Regions from separate parts of the Mus musculus genome. Here region 1 is linked to region 2. The links are chromatin contacts, called in public Hi-C maps. All regions are on one chromosome and are shown on one strand. The core of a region is the stretch at or near the end of the contact, and the rest is flanking DNA. Distances in the headings are between cores, read along the strand shown. Region 1 overlaps St6galnac3 (ST6 (alpha-N-acetyl-neuraminyl-2,3-beta-galactosyl-1,3)-N-acetylgalactosaminide alpha-2,6-sialyltransferase 3). Region 2 overlaps St6galnac3 (ST6 (alpha-N-acetyl-neuraminyl-2,3-beta-galactosyl-1,3)-N-acetylgalactosaminide alpha-2,6-sialyltransferase 3).

The links. Hi-C and Micro-C count contacts between places; a contact is called where the count stands out from the background.
Region 1: a Hi-C map of cerebral cortex shows a contact between it and region 2, with 3 times the contacts expected there. The contact joins two enhancer-like sites. A contact is called at or near these places in 4 of 484 Hi-C or Micro-C datasets (cerebral cortex, nephron progenitors and ventral hippocampal neurons), 2 of 115 datasets of contacts at active chromatin or transcription factors (astrocytes and bone marrow-derived dendritic cells) and 1 of 9 other capture datasets (embryonic stem cells).

What each region holds. Positions count from the first base shown.
Region 1 is chr3:153,566,676-153,573,085 of GRCm38.p6, reverse strand. The region is part of intron 1 of St6galnac3 (ST6 (alpha-N-acetyl-neuraminyl-2,3-beta-galactosyl-1,3)-N-acetylgalactosaminide alpha-2,6-sialyltransferase 3); the gene reads left to right. Among named protein-coding and RNA genes, the nearest start is that of Gm32721, 20 kb to the left of the region's middle. Within about 2 kb of position 1,780, at least 26 of the 459 cell types and tissues checked have an H3K27ac peak or open chromatin away from gene starts, as enhancers often do. A contact at or near this core is called in cerebral cortex, where this site is marked.
Region 2 is chr3:153,275,502-153,281,363 of GRCm38.p6, reverse strand. The region is part of intron 3 of St6galnac3 (ST6 (alpha-N-acetyl-neuraminyl-2,3-beta-galactosyl-1,3)-N-acetylgalactosaminide alpha-2,6-sialyltransferase 3); the gene reads left to right. Among named protein-coding and RNA genes, the nearest start is that of 1700012D16Rik, 20 kb to the left of the region's middle. Within about 2 kb of position 4,088, at least 73 of the 459 cell types and tissues checked have an H3K27ac peak or open chromatin away from gene starts, as enhancers often do. A contact at or near this core is called in cerebral cortex, where this site is marked.

The sequences.
Region 1 (6,410 bases), core at 531-3,030, 290 kb before region 2:
ATTCTGAGGATGGAGCCATTCATTTGGCTGCTGTTTGAACGTGCTAGAAACAACATCATTGGGATTACACATTACAACACACCTTCCTTCCGAATTGCTCATCTTTAAGCTTTGTCATCAGAACCCTGCTCCTTTAGGTCCTCACATCCTTAGCTTATGAAGAAAACTACAGCTTTTTCATTGGTGTGTTTATATCCAGAAGACTAGTCTAGAGCCATTGAGGATCTTGTCCTCCTGTGTGGCTAGGTAAAGAAATCAGTTTTATGGTGACATGAAGGGCCCTCTGGAGTGGGGTAGCCTGGGAAAAGCACCGAGTCCCAGAGTACCCACACCAGTGGAGCTCTGGGATTTGCCTAAGCGATCCATGATGTAATAGACCTCCATGATGTAATAGACCACCATGATGTAATAGACCTCTACCGCATGGTTAGGGTGTAGCTCTGTCCTCGAGGTATCTGAACTTTGGCTGGAAAAAAGGAATGTGCAAACCCAGCGAGACATGGAAAACCTTTCCAACATGGAGTGTCTGACGGAACACACAGTGTACTGGAAGACATTGGAATAATCAGGCTATATGGCTGGCTTTTTAAATTTTTTTATTTCTGTGTGTGTGTGAAAGAGAGAGATAGGGGAGTGGCGGGGGGAAGAGGGAGAGGGATTCTCGGATTTTACTTCCTCCAAAATTCTCCAGTGAATGAGGGCGTCAAAAAAACTCTGAAGTCTTTAAAATGCGCTGAGAGCATTTTGTTTCCAAGGGAAGATTTATATTCTCCCAGCCTTTTCAATCCTGTTTTCCTATCTTATATGCTATAAACCAAACCTCATTCAGGAAAATAAAAGATGAATACGAGCTCTGAAAGAATACAGAATGGGGACACTCAGCCGAAATGGCCATAATTTCTTCTAGGAGAAGAAAAAAAAATTAAGCGTGTGGTGAGAAGCATTAAGACGCAGGGCTGCTACACGCTTACAAACAGCAGCTGCGGTAATGGAAACGTCTGGTCAGGAGGCCAAACCCGCAGACAGCGAGCAGGCTGAGCACTTTGAGGTCTATATGGACAGGGATTCATTGGTAAGAGGGGGCGGAGTGGCTCCACTGCCGACCGGAAATGGTTACGTGACCCTTCTGCGTCGGTTCCTCCTGACCATCATCAGCCTCCTTCTGGCTCGGATAAGCCCTTAATGTAATTCCAGGGCTTGCTTTAAAATCATTTTAAAGCAAGCCCTTAATGTAATTCCAGGGCTTGCTTTAAAATCATTTTAAAGCACTAGCACTTTACAGTTTATAGATCACCGTGGGGAGGACTCTAGGGAGAAAGGGCGCCATGACCGGTGTCTACTGAAGACAGACAAAGTAACTGAACAGCAGTGCCCAGCACTGCGTCTGCCTTAGAGTTGAATTCAAGTGTGCACCCTCACTTCCAGCGAGTTTGTTTATTTGCTTTGTTTTGCAGGGTAGCTGAGGTTATCTCAGTGACAAACCACTTCCCAAATTTAAGACAATCTCCTTCCACGGGGAGAGTGCAGACTGGTTCATTGTTGTCTGCTTTTATCTTCAGACTGACACATAAAATAACTAGGCTGTGACCTTCACACAGGTAGTCGCACCTGCTCCACAGCCTGACTGCACACAATCCTGTGGCTGACCTGTGTTGGCGGCAAGTGGGAGGTTTTGGGGACTGGCTTCCTATTTAGAATAATCCTGGTCTGCAAACGTGGGAGGGAAGCTGGGCCATTCGAGAGCACCATGTGTCGGCCTAATCGAAAGATGCTGAAATGGCAAGCTGTTGGAAGAGAACATCCCGTGCCGTTGATTCGCCAGCCCACGCTTTCACAAGTACCTTCCTGGAAGCCGGTCTGTGTTCTTTGTGTGGTGGCCTTTTAAATGTCAGCCTGCAGAAGGGTTTCTGTTTTTAGTTAAGGCTGATCTCTAAAGCAATCAGATAATAGTTTAAAGTCATAGCTCCCACTCGCTAAGTACTTGTAATGTGTTGATGCTGGGTTCTATATTCTCTTTCCATGAAATTTTAGGTAATATCTTTTGTCAACTCAGGTGTCACCTTGACTCAACCTAGTGCCACTTGGAAGAAGGATCCTCCACTGAGGAATTGACTGCATCATATTGGTCTGTAGGCACATTTATGGGGCATTGTCTTGATTATTCATTGATATATAAGGGTGCAGTCCACTGTGGGAGGGGTCATTCCTAGGCAGGTGGCCCTGGGCTGTACAGAAAGCTAGCTAAGGATGAGCTTGTGAGAGAACAAGCAGAGATGGGGCCAGCAGAGTGGCATTCCTCCCTGGTTCTGATTCAGGTTCTTGCCCAGGGTCCTGCTTTGATTTCCCTCAGACATGGATAGTGACCCAGAAGGGTAGAAAGAACTGAATCTTCTTCTCCCCAAGTCCTTTTGGTCAGAGTGTTTTATTGTGGCCAACAGGATGAAGGTAGGACAGGTAGTGCTGAAAAGACGGCAGGTGCACAGGTGTCACCGCACATGTTAATCATGGTTTGTCAGGCGAGCACTTTCTAATAGCTTGAACATATCTGTGTGTCTGATGTATTATCTTCTCGATGTACTGTGGACCCCTGGAACGATCCTGTGCCCATTGACTGGCACAGAGGTATCGTGTATCTGCCCACCCCTTCAGTTAGGAGCTGAACCCAGAGCTTTGTGCATAAGAGGCAAACGATCTCCCAGTGGGCTTCCATAGCTCTGTATATCATAAGTCTTTTTCACATCATTGTGTGAGTGTGTGTGTGTGTGTGTGTGTGTGTGTGTATGTTCATATGTGTAAGGGTTGCCATGGCATGTGACAGTGTAAGGACAACATTGAATTGATAGAAGAATTTTTATTTTATTTTTTATTTTTTTTCCATTTTTATTAGGTATTTAGCTCATTTACATTTCCAATGCTATACCAAAGTCCCCCATACCCACCCGCCCCCACTCCCCTACCCGCCCACCCCCCCTTTTTGGCCCTGGCGTTCCCCTGTTCTGGGGCATATAAAGTTTGTGTGTCCAATGGGCCTCTCTTTCCAGTGATGGCTGACTAGGCCATCTTTTGATACATATGCAGCTAGAGTCAAGAGCTCCGGGGTACTGGTTAGTTCATAATGTTGATCCACCTATAGGGTTGCAGATCCCTTTAGCTCCTTGGGTACTTTCTCTAGCTCCTCCATTGGGAGCCCTGTGATCCATCCATTAGCTGACTGTGAGCATCCACTTCTGTGTTTGCTAGGCCCCGGCATAGTCTCACAAGAGACAGCTACATCTGGGTCCTTTCGATAAAATCTTGCTAGTGTATGCAATGGTGTCAGCGTTTGGATGCTGATTATGGGGTGGATCCCTGGATAAGGCAGTCTCTACATGGTCCATCCTTTCATCTCAGCTCCAAACTTTGTCTCTGTAACTCAGAAGAATTTTTATAGTTTATTGATATCTATGCCAGATTAGCTGGGATTCTCTTACCTCTGCCTCCTATCTCTTTGTTGTGGGGTCACAGATATGTGCTACCACACACTGATTTATGTGTGTCCTGGGAATACAGACTCTGGTCCTCACAATTGTGTTTCGGATGCGTCTTAAGTTTTGTTGTTGCTGTTTTATCAATGGATATTGGCTCTTTTTCTCTGCAGAATTCTAATACAGTGCATGACACTGAAGCTCTGTGAAGGTGACAGAATGTCTGATCTTTCAAGTTAGACAGAGCCCTTTGCACCCATCAATTTTCAGCACTAGTGTTGAATTTCTTTAGCCAACGCTGGGTAAATGTATTTGCTCACCTGGACACCACGTTTGACCCTGGCAGTTGGTGCTATTTCTGTTGATGAGTTAGAATCACTCATTGCTCGTGATCTAAGTTCTTCTGATGGACCAAGGAAGCACTTTTCTTCCCCAACATCTTTTATCTGTTGATTGGTTCTTGTGGCTAAATGGGATGTTGGAATGAGTGATATGTGGCTGAGGTAGGGCGAACTTTGAGCAAGAACAGCCACTGCGAGTCACTGGGCAGCCAGATTGTATTCAGTGTAGAGACTGCCTCCAGGGTGGCGGAAGCACAGAGATAAGGGTGGGCTGTATGACTTGGATATGACTCTCACTGTTGTTATTTTGTACAAACCACAAAAGCCATTGTGCATTCCTAAGGCTGGAGAGATTAGTGGCAGTTCTCTCTCATTTTACAGATGGGAAACCCTCTTAGCCAGTCAGTAACATTCTGAAATCCTATTACTTAGAGCCAGCCAAGGTGTCAGGAAGGAGTTGGGTTAGCTCTAGGCAGCAACATCTGCATAACAGTAGCGGCTTTCCTCTCTCCTGGATTGCTCTGGAGTCATTTGTGGTAATGAAGCTATCTATCTCTGTATGTTATAGCCATCAGATTATCTTCAGAAACCATACAGGTGTGATTAGTTTAAACCTTTAAGACCCATGGAAACAGTTGAGTTCGCCAGGCGTGTCTGCTGTGTGCACTTAAGATTCTTCACTGAATAGTAATTGTAGTAACTGCTGGCCCGCTCTTGGGAAACCTTTAAAAATAATAATTTGTACTTCAAACATCTCTTTCTGTGAGTTGCTCAAATGCCTTGCAAGAATGGTTTACTAATCCATCCTTTGAGATGGTAGATAGGGTAGCTTCCAGTGGAGCAACACAGTAGGAGGTGGACACACACACACACACACACACACACACACATATGCCAGAAGCTCTGAGAATCCAAACCAAAACTTGGTTCCAGCCAGACAAGATCCCTGTCCATCGTGCTAGAAGAACTGCTCGTGCTTTTGAGGCTCATTTTATGTTTATTGCCTTAATAGAAGTTTACTAAATTTATATATGGTAGATATTGCAGAAGATGATGAATGAAATGGAGAAGCCCTTTCTGTAGGCTCTAAAAGCATCAATCCGACTGTGATAGATTGTTGGCTTGCAGCTCAGAGATTCCCCACTAGATGATGCTACCTAGACAAGAATCTTCCTTCACTCAGGGAGGGGTGTGTTTAAAGAACAGTCTCCATCTCCATAGTTTCTGAAATGCTCGAGGAAGCAATTGACTCCTTAAAGAGCATCAAAACACCACCCACAAACCCAGCCATAGGACTCAATGCCATCTTGCTCCAGAAGTATTTACACAGGAGATACTTGACAGTGGCCCTTGCCTTGGAGGGGTGGAAAGCCAAGTGGACCAGAGTCAAGGCAGCACACACTGGCTAGGCAGCTTCACCCGTCATGTGGGCGGGTGCGAGTGCAGCTTTGATGGGTCGGGGAAGAGCTTTATATTTTGAGAATCACTGTGGCTGCTTTGCCCTTTGGGATTCCCCTTGGCAGTGGTCCTGTGGGATGTGGGGCAGTGTTACTGGCAGGCTGTCAAGTCTTCAGCATGTTATATAGTCAGCACTGACTCTCCCAAAGTTAGTCTGCAAAATTCAAGCATAATGGTTCACTTCAGTGTCCAGTATGACTTGCACTAACTCCATCCTTCTGATTTCCCTCCTCCCCCTCTTTTCCTCTCCCTTACCCCTCCTCATGCTGATAGGCTGCCACCCCTCCCCCTCCTCATGCTGATAGGCTGCTTGTCTTAGTCAGGGTTTCTATTCCTACACAAACATCATGACCAAGAAGCAAGTTGGGGAGGAAAGGGTTTATTCTGCTTACATTTCCATAGTGCTGTTCATTACCAAAGGAAGTCAGGACAGGAACTCAAGCAGGTCAGGAAGCTGGAGCTGATGCAGAGGCCATGGAGGGGTGCTGCTTACTGGCTCGATCCCCTGGTTTGCTCAGCTTGCTCTCTTATAGAACCCAAGACTACCAGCCCTGGGTTGGCACTACCCACAATGTGCTGGGCTCTTCCCCCTTGATCACCAATAGAGAAAATGCTTTTCAACTGGATCTCATGGAGACATTTCCTCAAGGGAGGCTCCTTTCTCTGTGATAACTCCAGCTTGTGTCAAGTTGACACACAAAATAAACCTGTACACTGCTAGAATAGAAATGACCACCAAATGGAAGCCAAATACCTCTGGGTTCATCATAGTGTATACTTTAATTAAAATGAAAGTAAGATAAGATTGAAAATGAGACACAGGCTACTATACTTAGTAGGGTTCTATAGACGACATTTGCTAATGTATTACTGTTTGAAAGTGCAGGGACTGGGTCGGGATTGAGGCCCACTGAGAAGGATCCTGGCTCTACCTATAACTGGATGTTTGGCCTTGGATAAGTCAGTTTCTTTGCTTATAAAACAAAGAAGTTAGTTGCCTTGCGATTTATTTTAAAGATTAAATGAGAATGTGTGCAAGTCTCCAGCTCAGAGTGAAAATGAAGTATTTCTTAGTGTGGGTATCAGTATCTGCCAGTGGTCTACAGATGTCTCCTGCCCTGCTGTGGGTATTTATCTTGTATTTTGG
Region 2 (5,862 bases), core at 2,839-5,338:
TTAAAATTATGAATTTTGAAATGGTGATTGTATATTTCCAATATACCGTTATACTAAATTATTCAAATTTGCCTATATATTTGTTTCTTCAAACTCTTACACGAATACTTGCATGGTTTATAAATAAAGAAGCAATTATTCCTCCTACAGCCCATCCCTAAAGGATCTATTGAGCATCTTACTTTTCCGTTGCTGTGATAAAACACCATGACCAAAAGCAACAAATAGACGAGAGAGTTCATGTTGGCTCATGGGTCCAGAGTCTGTCTTCATGGTGGAAATGCATGGCAGCCAGAGCAGGAAGCTGAGAACTGCATCAACCACCTGAAGCCAGAATGAGAGAAGATGGACACGAAACAGCGAGACTTGAAAGTCTCAGAGACTGCCTTGAGGGACATACTTCCTCCAGCGAGGCCATACCTTTCAAGCCTCTCCAAATAGTGTGCCTGACCAGAGACTAAACATTCAAACACCGAAGCAGATGGGGGCGAGTTCTCATCAAAGCACTGCACATCCCAAGTCCAGTAAGGATAACTGGGTGCCAGCAGGGGTGAGGGGGAGTGAGCCCTGGTGGGCTAGTGTACCCACTCTCCAGCAGAGATTCAGCTGGAGCTAAGGAGGCTTAGTCATCTGTACCCCTCACTCACATGCACCCCCATGTGAGGGAAGAGACCACAGAAGACCCCCAAATCTCTGTCTCTAACAGTTGCTTTGATTTTTTTTCCTTTGCTTTGGACATTTAATTTTGTACTTAGGTTGGGGTTTTTGTTTGGCTTTTTGTTTTGTTTTGTTTTTGTTTTTCCCCCCTTTGGTTGTTTTTGTTTTTCTTAACTCTCACATCCCCTAATTATAAAGGCTGTAAAACCTATACATGAATCCACCCACGCAGAGAACTTTATTCAAAGAAAATGTGGACAATAATGTCATCATTCACCTCAAGGTCAAATGCATGCTGGATCTGCCATGGATGCCAGGCTAACAGTGGAGGTGGTAGGGTGATAATAATAATAATTAATAATAATAATAATAATAATAATAATAATAATAATAATAATAATATAAAGACCAACTCAGAAACATACCCTTAAGAGTTTCCATAAGGTTTTTTGCCCATCTTCCTTTCACTGTGAACATACTCCCTTTTAAGAAAATCCAGACACTTTACAACTCTCCTTAGGCTTTCTGATTCCTGAATGGTGCTTCTGTGTGTGAAAGGGGCATTCAGACCTTCCTTGTGTCTTAAAGGAAACCAACAAAAGTAGGGAGACCAGTGAATAATGATTAGAAGAGGAAAGGCTGGGCTTACAGGACGGCTCCACGGTTAAGAGCACAGTGTTCTCTTCTAGAGGACCTGGCTTCAATTCCTAGCACCCACATGATGGCTCAAAACCATCTATAACTCCTGTTCTAGGGATCAGAAGCCCTCTTAAATTCTCAAAGGATGAATAAAAACATTAATTTTTAAAAAAATAAAATAGGAAATAGAAAAGATAGTGGAAAGCCATTTCTGTTCTAAGCATCCCATAATAAAAGACCTATAAAGGAAACCCACAAGACTGGAAGATACTGTATGGGATCTTGGGCATAGGGAAGGCAAATCCTAGCCTGCCAGTGCCCCCCCCCCCATTATTTACTTGGAAATAGTGAAGTAACCTACCAAGGTGCACGGCTTAACAACTGAAAGTTGAAGGGCCATATACAGCAGGTCTGGTTTCATTTTTTCTGGCCCTCCTGCCTCAGGGCCCTTCCTGTGCCCAGTGGACTCTTCCTTGCACCATCCTATAAATTGTCTCTTCCTTCATACCCTGCTCAAATGTCACCTAAGCACAAAGGGCTATCGAGGCACTGGCCTCATGATTGCCTCACCAGCTCCATCCCTTCTGATAGTAGCCTTCTTCCTGGTACTTCAGTTATCAGGATGCCTTTCTGCCTCCTTCATTGGAATGTGTGGTATGCTGAAGGTCTGGTCTATTGGCTGCTGAGAACCCAACATGGGAAATAACTCCAGACACAAAGTAGCCACTCATTCCAGATGACCCAAGGGCTCCTCATTTTTGCAAAGGAAATTCCATACTGAAGCATCCTGCTGTATCTCAGGCAATCCCAGACCACTCCATGGCCCACTTTGTCCAACAAATTTATCTTGAAAGAAACAAAATGACAGTGAAGGAAGGCAAGAAGCTGGGACAATAGAGGGAGAAAAGATATTAATAAATAAATCCATATTTCTCTATGTGGAGAGCAAAAGAGATGCACTGTTTTAGGGGCTGTCTGGATCAAATTGAATATGTTGTTCAGAGCCATGATACCTCTTCATTTTGGCTTTCATATTTCACAGCACCATAATACACTGGGTGGGAATTTCAATAGCAGGTTTAATATACCGTGCAAGCTAGTGTAGACTCTCAGATTATACATATTCATGGGACCAATCACAGCTTCGCTTCTGAGATGACTGGCAAAGTAGAGTATCAACAAGAGAACAACAATCAAAGAAACAGGAGGGGATTTTAGTTGCTATTTACTTATGACATCTTTCTGGAAAAAATAAGAAAAATGAAAGATCGTTTCTAATGACACACTAGAACTAACGAAACAGTGTTCTGAACTGTCATCTCTTTCTCCTCCTCCTCCTCCTCCTCCTCATACAATTAAGCATTTCAAAGCAGCACCACAAGGCAGGGTTTCCGCCAGACGCAGTGATATCTGAGTGCGAAGTTGGTTAATAATACTGCAGCTTTAATTCCTTCCCAAAGATATTCTTCCAGCAGCTCAAATCAAATCAAGCTGGCACTTGTGGGATATGGATATCTCTAGTGATCTTCATATTCTCATCCGCAAGAACCTCCTGCGAATTGCTGTTATTTACCTTGACAGTCCTTCAGCCCAGAGTGGGCGTGGGACTTCATTATCAGTCCATAGGCTGTGATAAGGTGAAACCGGCTGACCACACCCTCTAGTTTGCTAGTGTCAGCTCATGAAGGACCATAGGAGTTTGTGTTGTATTTCCCGTGATAAATAATGTTACATGTTTGTGCCCCAGTACTTCCTTTTCTGTGACAAAAATAAGAAGATTGTTTTTTGGCCTTGGGTTCTTAGGACAGTGGGAGGAAAAATTTGGGATCAAAGATGAGGAAAACACTTTAAAGGGAGGGCTGGAATTTTCTCTCCTGTTGGCCTGCCACCTGGCAGGATACTCGGTTCACTCCCTGTGAGCATGAGGGTGGTCCTCATCTACTGTGCCACTGTTTCTTGTAGGCTACCTTGTGCAGCCAGTGTCTTCACATTCTATTTGCAGAACTGAGAGATCGCTAGTGGCTTACTCGAGATCAGAGCCCAGGTACGTGGCAGAGGCCTGATTTGAATCCTGTCCTTCCAGTACACCCACACCTCTCTCCTGAACATTCGGCTGATTGGTATGAAAAGCAACTCGTGGTGTTTTAACACACCATCTCCATCTGTAGAAATTTTGTGAAAGGCTGGTAGCCAAGCCTTCCTCTGTGTCACGTACACACTTTCCGCCTGGCACTCTCTTTGCACACCATCTCTGTCTCAGCGTGAGAGCTGTCTACAGACCCGGGCTTTCTCATTGTAATTTGGAATGTCAACAGGGGCTCCACTGTATTGAACCAGTGTGTGGACTGACACCCACTCTGGCACATGTGCAGCTGTTCTATGCTCGCTAGTAATGCTTACCCCCCAGTGACAGCAGACCGAGGTTCCTCCTTCCAGAGAATAGGCCATGCGCAGTCCAGTCGCCGTGGAAACCTCGACATACAGCACATTCCTCAGCATGCAGATGCATTAATGAGCCTCAGATCTCAGGTTTGCAGCTGCCACTGTCCATGCATCAAAGCAGCGGCATGTGGCGTGTGGGTGGCTCTGCGAGGCACAGCCTTGCCTGAATTAAATGCTTCCTGGAACCCACCGCAAAAGGTTCATTTTCCAAATGGGTTTTGTTAATTTAATTTATTTTTTTTTCTTTTTGTGGCTAGAAACCTAGAGGAAAATTGAGATGAATAAACGGGGTTAAGCCGCCCCAGGGGATGGCTTGTCCGCCGACCACTTTCCAGGCAGGGAACTATAGAACACACGGTAATGACTACTGCTTGTCAAAGGATCTGATGTGTGTTTTGCAGAATAGAACAGCTCGTATTTTCAGCACTTGATAAGCCATTCTCTAGGGAAATGAATGAAGGCTGCACGCTGCTGTCTCTGCCGCCTAAACACACACTTGTTTGAAGTGAAGGCAGCGAAAAACAAGGCAGGAGAAAACCCCCGCTGCTGCCCCCCTGCACATTCTCTCTCCATCACACATTTTCCTGTATTGTTGAAAACAAGTTCAGGAAATGCAAGAGGAAATATTCCTGAAAATGGATTCGGGCTTGGCAGAACGAGCGAGGCCGAACATGGAAAGTCACCTGTTTGGACAAGTACAGAGGATCTGCTAGACAAACAGGGTCAGAGTCCAGTCAACTCAAGAAGCCTGTGTTGGCCCTGCGGATGAATTAGCTCGGACAAATCAAAGGAAGGCCCATAGGCAAATCAAAAAACGGGCACGTTCAAAATAAACGGTTGAGTACAGATGCAGTTTTATTAGTGAGTCAGCATTGGCTGAAGCGGATGCTTGATTGCTTCAGGGGGAAATCCCATGCTCCCCCACATAATTACTCTCCTCTTTGGGGTACAATACAATTAGAACCACTTGGACTGGTGTGTAGGGATCTCCTGGTTCCTTCTGCCCTGCGTATTATTTATAGTTGCAGGTTAGGTTATACCCTGAATATCACATTTCTCACAAGAAACAATACTGAGTAGCCAGAGGCTGCCAGGTTCACTGTTCAACCCTGAGTCGTTTTGATTAGAGCCATATTTTACCACTTAAGCTGCTTTAGATTTTTCAAGCTGTGAAAACCCTGTTCTTGCATTTGGTATTCTTAAAATGGAGGGAAACCATCCCTGCTGCTTGCTTTTCTCTTCAAGAGTCCAGTGTCATGCTGCTAGCTCATCCAGGTCAAGGCAGCCTAAGTCACTGCATGTCTTCTGTCTGGGCGTGGGTGGAAACCTGAACCATTTCCTGTGGTAAAGAGCAGAAGGGCTGGGCCATGCAGAAGTCATCAGTTGAATGCAGAGAGCCAAGTCAGCCACTCATGGACCACGTGTGCTTGGGTTGGCTGATCTAGCACTGCCCATCCTAAATCAATAAGGACTTAAAACTTTTATGAAATACCTCTATAAAAATATCTCTATGAAATATAAATCTTTATGGAATGTTATTTAAAATGCATGTGTCATAGTTCTCCTCTTTCACTTCAGTATTCAGCCCTCAAACAAAAGGCTTTACCTCACCACTGGGTCTTCTTTATCTTCCTTGTGTTATTGATTTTTTTTTTTAATGCTGCACACGAAGTTGTGTGGTTCCATCTCCTGTTGCCTTCGCCCTAATACCACATGATCTCCAACCATAGAAGAAGTGTGTCCCTGTAGTGTCTCCTTTCTCCAGTACTTCAGGGATTTTATCATGAGTGGGTGTTGGGTTTTGTCAAAGGCCATTTGTAATCCACTCAGATGATCCTGTGATTTCTGTCTTTGTGTGATGGACTACTGTCTTTTTTACATATGTAAAACCATCCCTGGATCTCCTTGGTCACGGTGAGTGCCTTTTGAATGTGCAGCTGAGTTACCTTGGCAAGTATTTTACTGAGAAGTTTCACAGTTATGTTCATTGGGGAAGGAGGGAGACAGGATTTTCTTTTTTATTTATTTCTGGGTTGTTTGTTTAATTTTCCACTGCATCTATGTCCAGCTTGGCTATCAGAATAACACTAATGTTGTAGGATAAATTGGTAGAATGTCTTTTCT